2 separate regions of the Siniperca chuatsi genome follow, and region 1 is linked to region 2. A link is a contact called in public Hi-C data. All regions are on one chromosome and are shown on one strand. Each heading gives the region's core, a stretch centred on a gene start, on an enhancer-like site or on the middle of the called end of the contact. The rest is flanking DNA. Distances are from core to core; before and after follow the strand shown.

Region 1 (6,189 bases), core at 2,082-4,581, 85 kb before region 2:
GCTCCATAGCCTCTTTCAAGTCATTGGGCCTCATTCACAAAACGTGCATACGATCAAATCTGATTGTAAAGTGTACTTACGAAAGTTTCCACGAACATATTGTCATTCATCATTTTTTCTCTTTCCTGACTTTGTTCTTTGGTAAGATTAAAACTGACGTGTGTTTGGAAACATGCAGGAAGGCATTGAGCTGAAGTGGCTTCTATATAGAATGCGTTAGTTCTTGGTGCAAAATCAATTATTGTAGTACCAAACCTCAAATTAACAACAAAATGTTTATCGGTGCATTTGTAGGTCTAAATATTAGCTAAGCTTTATGAACAACATCATTGATAGATGCAGCCTAATACTAGGCTTAAGCGATTCGATTGGGAATACAAGTTTAGTCTAGGCTATGATTGATCAAAATTATTAATGATTATAAAGACTCACAAGCACGTTTGGAGCACTTGGATAATTGTGCCATTAGTGCATCTTTAGTGACAGCGCAGATGTGTTGGCTGACTGGACACCTGACACCGCGGTCTAGGCTATTCCCCCAATCCTTTTGATATTTCACTGCTCCACATCTGGCGGCCACCCTACGCCATTATAATCCGTAGTATGATTTATGCTTTTTGGATTCAAATTTTATGTCAAACAATTGCTTTTTGACTTCATCCAAGGTGCGTGTCTCTGTCTGCTGTAATTTATATATATATATATATATATATATATATATATATATATATATATATATATATATATATATATATATATATATATATATATATATATCTGCTCCTAGCTCTCACTGCTTAGTGCTTACGCTTTTGAAAGTTGGATATTTTACAGTCACTTCCGACAATAACACTAATATCTCATAGCCTGAAAAGTTTATCGTCATGGTTTCTTCTATATTTGCAGTAGTAGAGAAAACTACTACTAAACCTGGATTAATGGGGTGCTTGCCTGATAGCCACACTCTAAACTCTGATGCAAGAAATATATTTATTAGGCTATAAAATCTACGTTTCGGCGGACAAAGCCATCTTCATCAGGACTTGTTTTTAAGGCCTACTAAATATATTCTTCACACCAAAATGTGGACTATATTCTTCTCTCCTTTGCACACGAGCCGCATGTCTCAATGCCATTTATGGGGTTGTCTGGTCGTCTACCTATGCTAATTAACACAAACAGGCATGTGCATCGAATTTAGAAACAATTGGGACTCACCATCTGATACACCTGGGGCATGCACAAAATCGAGGGGCTGCGCATGATTCATGGATCCCAAGTAGATTTTTCGTGGGCACTTTTCTCAAAAGCAAAAGTAAGAAGAATTTAAGAAAAGTTTTGTGAATGAGACCCATTGTTTTGGTTTTCCGGCTCACAACTCAGCTCTCATTAACCTCGTTTCCAACCACAGCAGGCAGCTGCTTATCAGCAAAAAAGCTCTGATAAACTCCCTGTACACTACCTGCCCAGAACCAAATGGCAGACAGACAAAGTTAGCAACTAGCTGGTGAACATAGTGGAGCATTTAGCAGCTAAAGAGCCTGATATTTTTTTAAGGAGTTGGTGGAGTACTAAACAGAGTGAGCCTAAAAGAGCGTGACTATTGGACTTAAGCTGCCAAACTGATTGTCGGATTGTCTAATAGTTTCAGAAACCCCCTCCTCCTACACCTTTCCGTCGTCAGATCGGGGGGGCTGTGTCTGACCATTTCTGCAACTTTCTGAAGCCAACAACCCAACACTGACACCCACTTCACACCGTGATTGGCCTGCTGTGTGTAGGTGAGAAAGTAACCTGAGCATACATCCTGCAGCTCAGGTGCTAAGTGGCACTCTGGTCTTGTTTAAAACCTATCTATATGTGTGTGTGCTGAAAACGAATTTCTTTTTTCTCCTAATATGCACATTTGAGCTTCTCTAGCTTTCTCAAGGCCTCACTGGCACAGTATGGATGTACTGATGCTACTTTGTAGTGTCCCTCACCTGCCGTCTGGATATTTTTAAGCCAGGTTTTTCTGTCCTTGAACCACTGGTATCATTTCCTATTTGTTTACTGTCGCACAGCTTGTTACTGTGTTATTTTGGGATAAAATGCAGTTTTTAAAACATTTGCAAAGTATTGAAAACACCATTACCATGCAATATTATGTGTGTGTCTGTGAGAGAGTGAGAGAGAGAGACTGACCTGTGGACAGACTCATCTTTGCCGTGCTGCTCTCTGACGGCTTCACCCAAAAAGACGCCATCCTCACCACATATAGACCTGAATGCAGAGAGCACGCTGTCCAGAGCAGCACTCTGTGCAGACACACAAACACAAATGATTACACACAGCGAAGGAGAGTGAATCACAAGAGAGTGGGAGGAAAAGTACATAAATAAATGTTAGAAATATAACATCGTTCACTTGAATTTAACAGCAGGCTACACTGAAAACTGGCCTTTACATGTTATGTTTTCTCTCTTATGTAAAGAGAACAATGTGTCAAATCCCATTCAACTCTGTCAATTTAATATGTCTAGGCTTATCAACAAAAGCACCTGGCTAGGCCAACAATTATTTAAAAGTAAGAGCCACTGAATCCCGGGAGGTTATGAATGAAGCTTTTTTCCCCTAGACAGCATCGTAAAAGTTTTACAGACATCCACTGCAGGGACCAGGGTCTAAATTAAGTTCCGGGGACATTATTTTACCCCCCTGCTCGGGGGTAGTACTTTTCAGAAGTTACGAGCACAGTACCACACATATATTGTAGCTACCACAATATATAGCCTAGCTAAATAAGGTTGCATAAAGCTAACATTAACCCAATACCCCTAAAATACAACTCAGCTATGTTACATTAACGTTACTGTTCAGTTTTATCATTTATAATCTAGCCTTAGTCGAAAGTCTGTAAGTTAATTAAAGGTAATTAATTAAAGGTATATGGAACAACAGATAGGTTAATAGGTATCTTATGTCCACAATGTTACTACATTGCGTGCTATATTAGCTATGTTAACGTTACTGGGCTGTTATTATGTTATTGGCTTTATTAACGCTAGCACCAAACACACCAAACCTTCGACCTGGTGGTGTTACGTATGAATTTTACGTTCGCTAAACACGTGACCTCTTACAATGCATTGAAATTAAACGATAAAGTGTAACTATTTAAAAAAAAGCACTTACTCTGACTGTGTTTTCTGATTTAATGTTGCGACACTGCAGGACGCAGTGCCGATGAGACAGCAGCCTACGGCTCAGTGTCAAGCCAAACAACATTATTTACCCTGCACCGGACTAATGTCACTGAATCTGGGGCATGACAAATACACGACTTCCGGTAAATTATTTTCAAAATTAATTACAACTACCAAAGAATTACAATTTTTACAATTGCTAAGTCACATTTCTCTATAGGTTCTCATTTTTTCATAGAGAAATGTGACTTAGCAATTGTAAAAAACCTGTAAAGCCAAGTCAAGTCAGTTTTATTTTTATAGTACAATATCACAAATCACAAATTTGCCTCAAGGGTCTCCACCATGGAGACCTGGAAGAGGACAGACTACACAAACACACAAGAGGCAAAACTCAAGCACACCATTCACACAGGTAGGAGAAAGGAATAGACAAACACAGAGGGAGAGACAGAGACTAGAGGACAGGCTGAATCTCATGGAGAACGAAGATCCAGATCCAAACCGACAGCCAGGGATCCCGGGACGGCCGATGGTCCAGCACAGAGGAGCCTGAGTGAGAGAGAGAGACACACGCAACTGTGCTTGTGGGACACAAACAATGTTAAAGAGATGCAGTGTTTTTTAGAAAGTTTACAATATTGTCGTCGGCAGGACAAACATGGACTATAAGTACTGGGCTTAATAGATTCATTGAGACTGAGAGCGACCTGTCGGCAGGGTAATGGAAACAGGTAGAAGGTAATCAAGAATAAGCGCAAACTTAAGGCGAAAAGATGAGTGTTAAGTTTGGAAAGCATAAAGCACAATTACAAACAATTATACAAAAATGCTTTACTGTCACATTTATAATACTTTATAATTAAGTACCTCACAGTCCGGTTAAACGTTGCACTGATGATGCATATTTCCTGATTTTGAAAGACAATGATCAATTTGCATTCATTTCTAGCATGTTAGATTACTGCTATTGTCGTGTCAAAAAGACTTAAGTCTTCTTCTTTTTTTTACAATTGCTAACACACGTTTCTCAATACTGAATTCACTTGTTCAAAACGTTTCACACAGTCAGCACAACAGAAATCAATGTGGACTAAACTGTGGATCACTTTTCATTGCTTTTCAGTGAAATAAGAGACATCTTGTGTCCAACAGTTGATCTTTTAAATTTAAAACATTTTGCATATTCATAGATTCTGGATTTTTCAATGAGAGATGTAATTGTAAGAATTTTTAACTAGGTGATTGAACATTTTTGTCAGACTTTTTTTTTATCAGACACAAATTACTGTTCCAAGCTGTGCATTTTTATATTCATCTGTATCTTAAAACGTGTCTGGAGGTGATCTTTAAGAGTGTATGTTTGTATGTAGAGAGTAACAAAAACTTTATAATGAAGCAAAACTCACATCAGGAAAGATTTAGGACCAAGGCCCTTTAAGCTGATATTTAGGTTATCCTCAACTAAACTTATTATTATATGTATATATTATATTATATTTATTTTTCATTTATTGATGCATACATGTCATTACATTGCATTACCCACAAAATGCAGTTAAAGTGGGTTTGGAAGTTTTTGAAGGAAATAATTGGACATTAACTTTGTCATACCAGAAGATTTGGATGTCTGTATATTCCAATGTTTACTTTTTCAGGAAAACTTTTGTACTTATTCTGAAGTCCACCTCATGCGTTTCCGGTCATGTCCTCGCTAATGCCGGCGAACTTGATGGAGTTTGCTTGGACGAAGTGAGGCAAAGCTTCTGTCCTATCAGAGGGTGTCGCTGCAAGCCAAAAAAAACAAAACAAAACAAGGTGGGTTCAAAGTGAAATTTAGGGAAGTTACAGGTGGGGCTGGAAGCGTCTCCTGTCAACGTATATTACTCTACTACACCATAACTTATTCAGGCGTAAAGTAAGTTAATTAGCTGTGACGCCTTACCACAACATTTGTTATAAAATCGTTCTGCGAGGCTTTATGTGAATTGTCCTTACATGTTGTTTTTGTTAGCATTGCTAAGTTAGCAGCTCAAAGTGCAGTTCACAGCATATCAGTCATAGTGGGTATGAACAGATCTGTCAATTTAATGCTGCCGTGCCCGTGAACTCGCTTAAGGACGTCACGATGTCACTCTGAATCACCAATAGTAGCTTTTCAAATTCAAGTATTGCTTTCTAATACACTCAAGTGTTTTTATTCCCATAACTTGAAATAATTTTTAATTGAAACACTACCATCCACACAGCCACCGACATAATGGGTGGATGGCGAACTGTGACCTGAAAGTTAATGTTAAGCTACAAGCAGGTTCACCTGCGTTAATTAACTTATGTACCGATCTTACCATAAGGAACTAACAGCTTGCCAAAGATCATTAGTCATCTTCTACTTGATATTCTGTGTCTGCACAAGAAAGGCAACTTTAAACTGCCAGAATTTTTAACTTAGTCTGGTGGAAGGACATTTGCTCTGTACGAGAAAACTGGACAGAATACAAGCAGTTACCCTAATTACTACTGGTGTCATTACATCCATAAAGTCAAGGGACATATTTGTTGTTTGTTAATGTTTTTAAACCGTTGTAAATGTGTAACTACCCCTTAAACAGCTGTCCCTTTGAGAGGCCATGTACCCTGTAGACCTTCCTGCTGTGGATGACACTGACCTGACATCAGCATCTGAACAGTACCTCTCTTCTTTGGAGTCAAAACCTCCTAATAATGAGTGGTTTCAATCATCACAGACGTCAAAGGTACCATAACACTTGTAATGTCTCCACTTTCATAATGATGATGATGATGGTTTTTACCATCTCAAATGGAGTATAGGCTGAAATATCCATAATATTCACCTCTTAATTTCCTCTTAATTTAATTACTGGTAAAAAAAAAAAAATGGGAGCATGGTGAAGTTGCAAATATTTGTAAACATCCTTGACACTGGTTTTGTTGATTGCTCCTGAAATGTTTTCTTTTAAGTATAACAATTTTGTTTGACATT
Region 2 (5,929 bases), core at 2,212-4,711:
AAGGAATTCAGCACTGGAACAGTGAAGCACTGTGCCCTGTGTGCATCAGGCTTACCTCATAGGTTCAGCTTTTAGGCTTTCTGCTATGCAGTGGGATAATTGTTTAAAATAAGAGATGGTCAGAGTGATTACTATGACTAATTTGTCCTGCTGTCTCTCATCCAAACATCCTGAGACATGCTCAATTCTACCTCACTCCATCAAGTCATTGTAAGTGCACCAAACACTCAAGAACTATGCTATTGTACACAGAGACACATATTCGTCATATGCTGCCAAGACAGCCTTCACTTTAAATGAGACCTGGATATTTAAACTTTTTGTTTATTTTCACCCCTCTCATTTTGGTCAAAAGTTTGTTGGCATGATTAGCATTCCTCCTTCCACTCTAATTGATACAAGTGACCACAAGCTAGCTTTTCAGCTCACCGCTAGTGTAGCGGTGCCTATTAGACTTGCTATAACAATTACAGCAAAGCTTTCCATACTAGAAATCATTTTCAATTTTTTTTTTCCCCCCCATCATGTTTGCCATATTGGAAGGGTGCAGTACCCAGTGAAGAACAGACTAAACTTAACCTTTCGCTAAGCCCAACCCCTCATTTAGTGTTGCTACCCCTTTCAAGCTTTTCATTTATTTTTTTTGTATTTTTTTTTTAAACAATGGGTCCTTAATGTCAGACAGTGGTAGATGATGGTAATGACAACTGTCACTAGCAGATTTTATCAGCTGTGGCTAGCTAGTTAAGCTAACGTAAGCGCCATGAGTTCTTTGAAAATGATGTCTCCGGCTGTCTTTTTAATGTTTCCAATTAACTTGTTTAATACAAGAACTCCTGAAAAAAGGGGTCTTAAATATGCACTTGATGACTACATACATGATATCACCATACTACATACATGATATGAATCTAAAGCCAAATACCCCAGGCAAAAAGTCAGCATCTTCACAAGTTAATGATCCATGTATAAGAAGAAATAAATGAGCAGCATTGTTATTGTATTGCAGAGTTGAGCCAGTTAGTCCTAGTATTGTAAGTATGATAGTATGAAGTAAAAATATAAGATAAGTTTTTCTTTCTAACATTAATTTGTTTGGCTGCTTATCTTATATATTTGTTCGTATTTTCAAACAGTATAACTTTTAATGTTAAGAAAGAAAATGATGATGTGTTTGGCAAATGCAACGCTTCATTTGGTAATGGGACATGGAGTTGGGAGTGTTGCTTCCCCAAATCCAACAAGAGCAGGACAGAGCCGCTAACGCAAAACTCTGATAGCATCCAAGATCAGCTTCCGAACAGTGGGGAAATACTACACAGTTGATGTGCTAGTTGTGAAGTATTCTTTTTTTATGTAACCCCACAAGCTAATGTATTTAGCTAATGATATGCTCTATTGCCTTGGAAGTAAGGCTTCGTTACCAGTGTAAGTTAGGTAGTAAGCTAGTTAGCTGGACATGCTAACAATTGCTGTTTAGACAGTGACACTGTTTAATGCATTCCTAACACTTTTGCTCTTGTATTTCTGGTTTTGAAAAGACTAAAAGAAAAAAATGTTTTTTTAAATGCTGAGTATCACTCTTAGTACAACCTCATGCAGAATATGTGGAGAAATCCAAAGCTCGACGGGCCTGCTATGCCGAGTTACAATACTGCTTGGAAACACTTTATTTGATCCTTGTTTGCCACAAAATGTATAATTCATAGTTACTGTGGAAAGATACATGAAGAAATGTAGCTTAAAAACACACCTTTAACTGTACTGTGTGACTGTGCTGCTACAAATGAAAGCTGTGCAGCCACCATAAAGGCTGATGTGCATTTCCATGTTCATTCCTGTTAAGCTGTAGCTGATTTATACATCCCTGTTTACCTGTGAGCTAAGTCGAAGCCACCAAATTGAATATGTGACTATTGTGAAGTGTACAGAAGGTATTACCTCATACTTCTTGTGAGAATAGCTACACAGTGATATACAGTGAACACATAGCTGAACTGGATCATAAAACTAAACTGACCCCTACACCAGTCACCTGATACTGGAACCATCCAGAGGTGTTTGAATGTCTACTGTGGCACTTTTGATCTGAGGACCCGAGAAAGAAAAACAATGTATGTACTTGTGTATTTTCATGTTTAAACATTTGCATGTTGTTGAACTGTGACTCTAAGTTGTTGAAATGTTAGTTTTATTTTACATGAAAGTGAATTTCATTGTTATATTTCCTTTGGAATGTGCTTAATGTATAGTTTTAAATTTATTTTGAGATACAATGGGACTAGGGATGCACCAGCATAATGTGCAGTGGATTATACTGAATAAAATTTAAAAGGTTACTGGTACATCCTTCCTGAGGCAGTAGTATTTACTTTAGCACATATTCTTTCTTTCAATACCATTCAGTGGCTCTTCTACCTAACCTGAATTTGTATTAATTTTGTCTTTCATTTTTGAAATGCATCATTTGCCCTGACCTTTCACTACATGCTTTTTCTATCTCAATTCTTATGTCCTTTTCCATGATTTTTTTATATTTGTTATAGAAAAAATGGACACCGGGATCTGTAACTACAGTACATTCCATAATTATTTCACCTTCAGTATCATGTACACTAAACACTAAAATTTTGATTTAATTGGTTCTTCCAATAAAATTGTAATTTGTTCCCAGTAGTGAACTAACAAACACCCTCACATCTGTTTATACTTGTAATTTCATGTTTGTAATAATCACTAACTAAAATATAGAGGGTCATGCTAAAATCCAAATTATCCAAATATAAAGAATGACAAACTTATCATTCTTGATACTGTACATTGTGTTAATGTAATTCACTTATTTTTTTTGTTAAAAAACACATTGTGCTCTGTGATAGCACCCACAACTACACTATCATGTGACTCACAGTGATAATATTTGCTATCTATGCAGCTACACTGAATGTATATGTACTCATATATACTTTGTAATTGAAAAGGTTTCGAGTGAACTGCTGTAAATTTACTTTTTTGCTTTGCACAAATGAAAATTAAAGAGAAAACAACTGACTGGCCAGTGGTTTCTTTTGTTTGGACATGTATTCATGCTAAATATAGACACCCAGTGAGACAGGTCAAACAAACAAACCATGGTGACTGAGTAAATGGCTGCTTATTTACTTTGAAACTGGTATTCTCACATTCTCTAAGTTTTTCTGTTCAGACATGCATCTCTACAAACTTCCTGCTTAAATGTAGCTGAGAGTTTGCGCTGAGATAAGGACAGCGCTGATGTACACAGCAAGGCAGTCAATACAGATTGTATGTGGAATGCTCATTGAGATAATGGACACTGTGATGAGTGAGACAGTGGAATGCTGCAGTGAGAGCAGCGATGAGTCAGACTTGGCCTGGTGGAGTGAAGCTGCAGCCAACTGCACTATCCATACGCAACGGTCAGATCACCTTAGCCAACGTCACACTGTTGCCAAACAGTATCCTTTCACATTGTTCTGTCTGAGACTTTGCAGAAGCTTTGCAGTTTGACAGCACAGCTTCAGTTTATCAAATTATATATTCTTTTAAATGAGGGTTTGCTGCGTAGACCAAATTTTATTTTTGAAAATCAAGACAATAAACCATCTGTGTGATTCACACTCACAGTCCTGCTTCAGTCCTGTTTTTCTTTTAGATAATTAGAAAATAACACACATCCAGCTGAGCTCATTTGCTAACCAGTGTAAGTTGTGCTCCTTTACTTTTTGTAGTGTCATGGCTCTACGATACTGCCAACAGTAGATCAAATAAAGTGTGTACAACAAAGTAAAAACAGTTTACACGTGTCTGGTTTATATTATGGTGTTTATGGTTTCTCTCTTTAGAGCATTTATCAGTGGTTGGCTTTGCACTTTGCCCAATGAGGATATTCACAAATCAAATAACCATGATACACTGTTGCTTCACAGCACTTCAAAATTAATTAAGATAAAATATTTATTAGCTCCATAGTGCAGCCACGTCTGACAATGATTCATAGATTGTAAGGTGCTAAAGTCAGAAAATCAAATCAGGACAAAGGGGAATAAACCTGGATCAAGGGTGGGCACTCAGCAACCACCACAGCTGACTGTGGTGGGCTGAGACACCTGTTATTCAAGAAAACATTATTCCAAAACATATTTCTCCTTAAGTCAACATCTACCTAATAGAGCAACTACAACCCGGGAAAAACGGGAGTGTTGCCAGGTATGCTCATATGTTAACTACAACTACTTGATAAGCTGGTGATATGGTGGTTGCTGTTTGTCAGCTTGTTTTGATGTTTTTCTGCCCCCTAGTGGCCAAAAAGTGCAGCTTTAACTAAATGACTACATTCCCAATCTACAAAAACACATTTAAGTGTAAAGTACACCCTGGTTTTCACTTGAGCAGTGGTTTTAAAATGTAAAACCTGACATTATAAAATGTGTGTGGAAGGTTCAAGTTGCTGTAGTAATCAGAGTAAGTGGTATACATAAGAGCAAGCCAAGAAATATTGGATTAATGGAATGGATTGCATAACACTTCAGTATGATATAGGGTTGGTGCTTTCTTCAACAGTATCTTTACATAAATGTGGTCACATTCAGGCAAAAAGAGAGTGTTCTGCGGCAGCCAGGCTATTGAGAAATGTCAAGCTACCTCACCCTAAACAATGAACTTAGATTTTTGTATGGAAAATGTCAGTGAGCATAGTTCACCCCCCCACCCCTTTTGTTCTCCAAAGATTCCTGTTGCTGTTGACAATAAAGTAGAAAGGGTAGTGAGATAAAGGTAAGCGGGACAAGAAGAGGCAAAGGTAAGAAGTAAAACTGAGGGAAGGAGGGTGACTGCATGTGTGTTTGGGACTGAAAGGATTGCAAACTCACAGCAAGCAGAGACTGGGGGAAGGGACAGAGATCATTGAACACTGCTTGGAGGGCTGGAAAATTTCTTTCTGTGTGTGTGTTTGTGTGTCAGCTCCCTTCCATTTGTTAGCAAATCCATGAGAAAGACAGAAAAGTCGGTCGTGGTCAGTAAATTTGCCATCACACTGGAAGTTTATACAGTAAAAGCGTTGAGGAAGTTCTATGTTGGGACCCATGTAAACAATGTATATATATAACAATATATATATATCACAGAGTCACGCTGAGGCCTTGGTTCCCACTGCTGACACAGAGACAGACAGGGTGGCAAGAATGCAGTGTAGAGGAATGTTAACAGAGAGACAAAGAGTAGTGGGGAGGCTAAAGAGTTGGCATGGTAAACTGGGGGTTTTTGCCCAGCCAAGTTGCTTGTTTACATCTATGTGACCCGCCTGCAGTCGTGCTTTTGGTAAATAAGATACAGACTGTATTAGTCATACTGGTAGTACTTTACATTACAGCTCGGTAAAAAACATAGTAGTAGTGTGCTAATAGTTTAATAATAAAGAGGCAAAACTATTTAGTAATATTATAGTAATAATTTGGTAATATTTGAGCCCATTCACAGCCCATCCTCATCTACTCACATCTTTCTTTACTTTTCCTCCCTGTTTGTTATAAGAGTAGCGTGGCTCCTTTAAGGAACAGGGCAGTGCGTAGTGAGTGTGTGATGGTGACTGCACTCAGAGGAGACAGGTGTTGACGATCAGAGCAGAGGGACAGGTTAGCAGTGATGTTGTCTAGTGGCAGTAAATGTACAGTGTAGGTCACAGTTTGCCCATGAATAAACACTGCAGCTCCTCAATACCCAAGATGTTTTGTGTATAGTGTTTTTGATCATTTTGATAATCACCTCAGTGCATTAGATAACTGTTAGCGATGTTAGCTAGTTACTCAGTGTAGCATCAAGCTATTACCTGGTTATTACTTAGGTTGCTATGGCCTTAAAACATTTTTTTTTTTTTTTTTTACAGTTGGTGCTTGGAAGAGCTGCCAAAAAT

The links. Hi-C and Micro-C count contacts between places; a contact is called where the count stands out from the background.
Region 1: a contact with region 2 is called in a Hi-C map of liver, with 2.5 times the contacts expected there. The contact joins the promoter of ldhd here to the enhancer-like site in region 2. A contact is called at or near these places in 2 of 3 Hi-C or Micro-C datasets (liver and skeletal muscle).

Annotation. Positions count from the first base shown.
Region 1 is chrLG4:25,577,855-25,584,043 of ASM2008510v1, reverse strand. ldhd (probable D-lactate dehydrogenase, mitochondrial) reads right to left here and starts at 3,331. Exons shown (of 11, transcript XM_044191994.1): 1 at 3,175-3,331; 2 at 2,185-2,297. The coding sequence starts at 3,267. fam169b (protein FAM169B) reads left to right here and starts at 4,873. Exons shown (of 9, transcript XM_044191996.1): 1 at 4,873-5,003; 2 at 5,798-5,941. The coding sequence starts at 5,816.
Region 2 is chrLG4:25,493,238-25,499,166 of ASM2008510v1, reverse strand. chka (choline kinase alpha) reads left to right here. Exons shown (of 11, transcript XM_044194306.1): 11 at 1-3,051. Among protein-coding and RNA genes, the nearest start is that of LOC122875326, 21 kb to the right of the region's middle. Within about 2 kb of position 3,461, the one cell type or tissue checked has an H3K27ac peak away from gene starts, as active enhancers do. A contact at or near this core is called in liver, where this site is marked.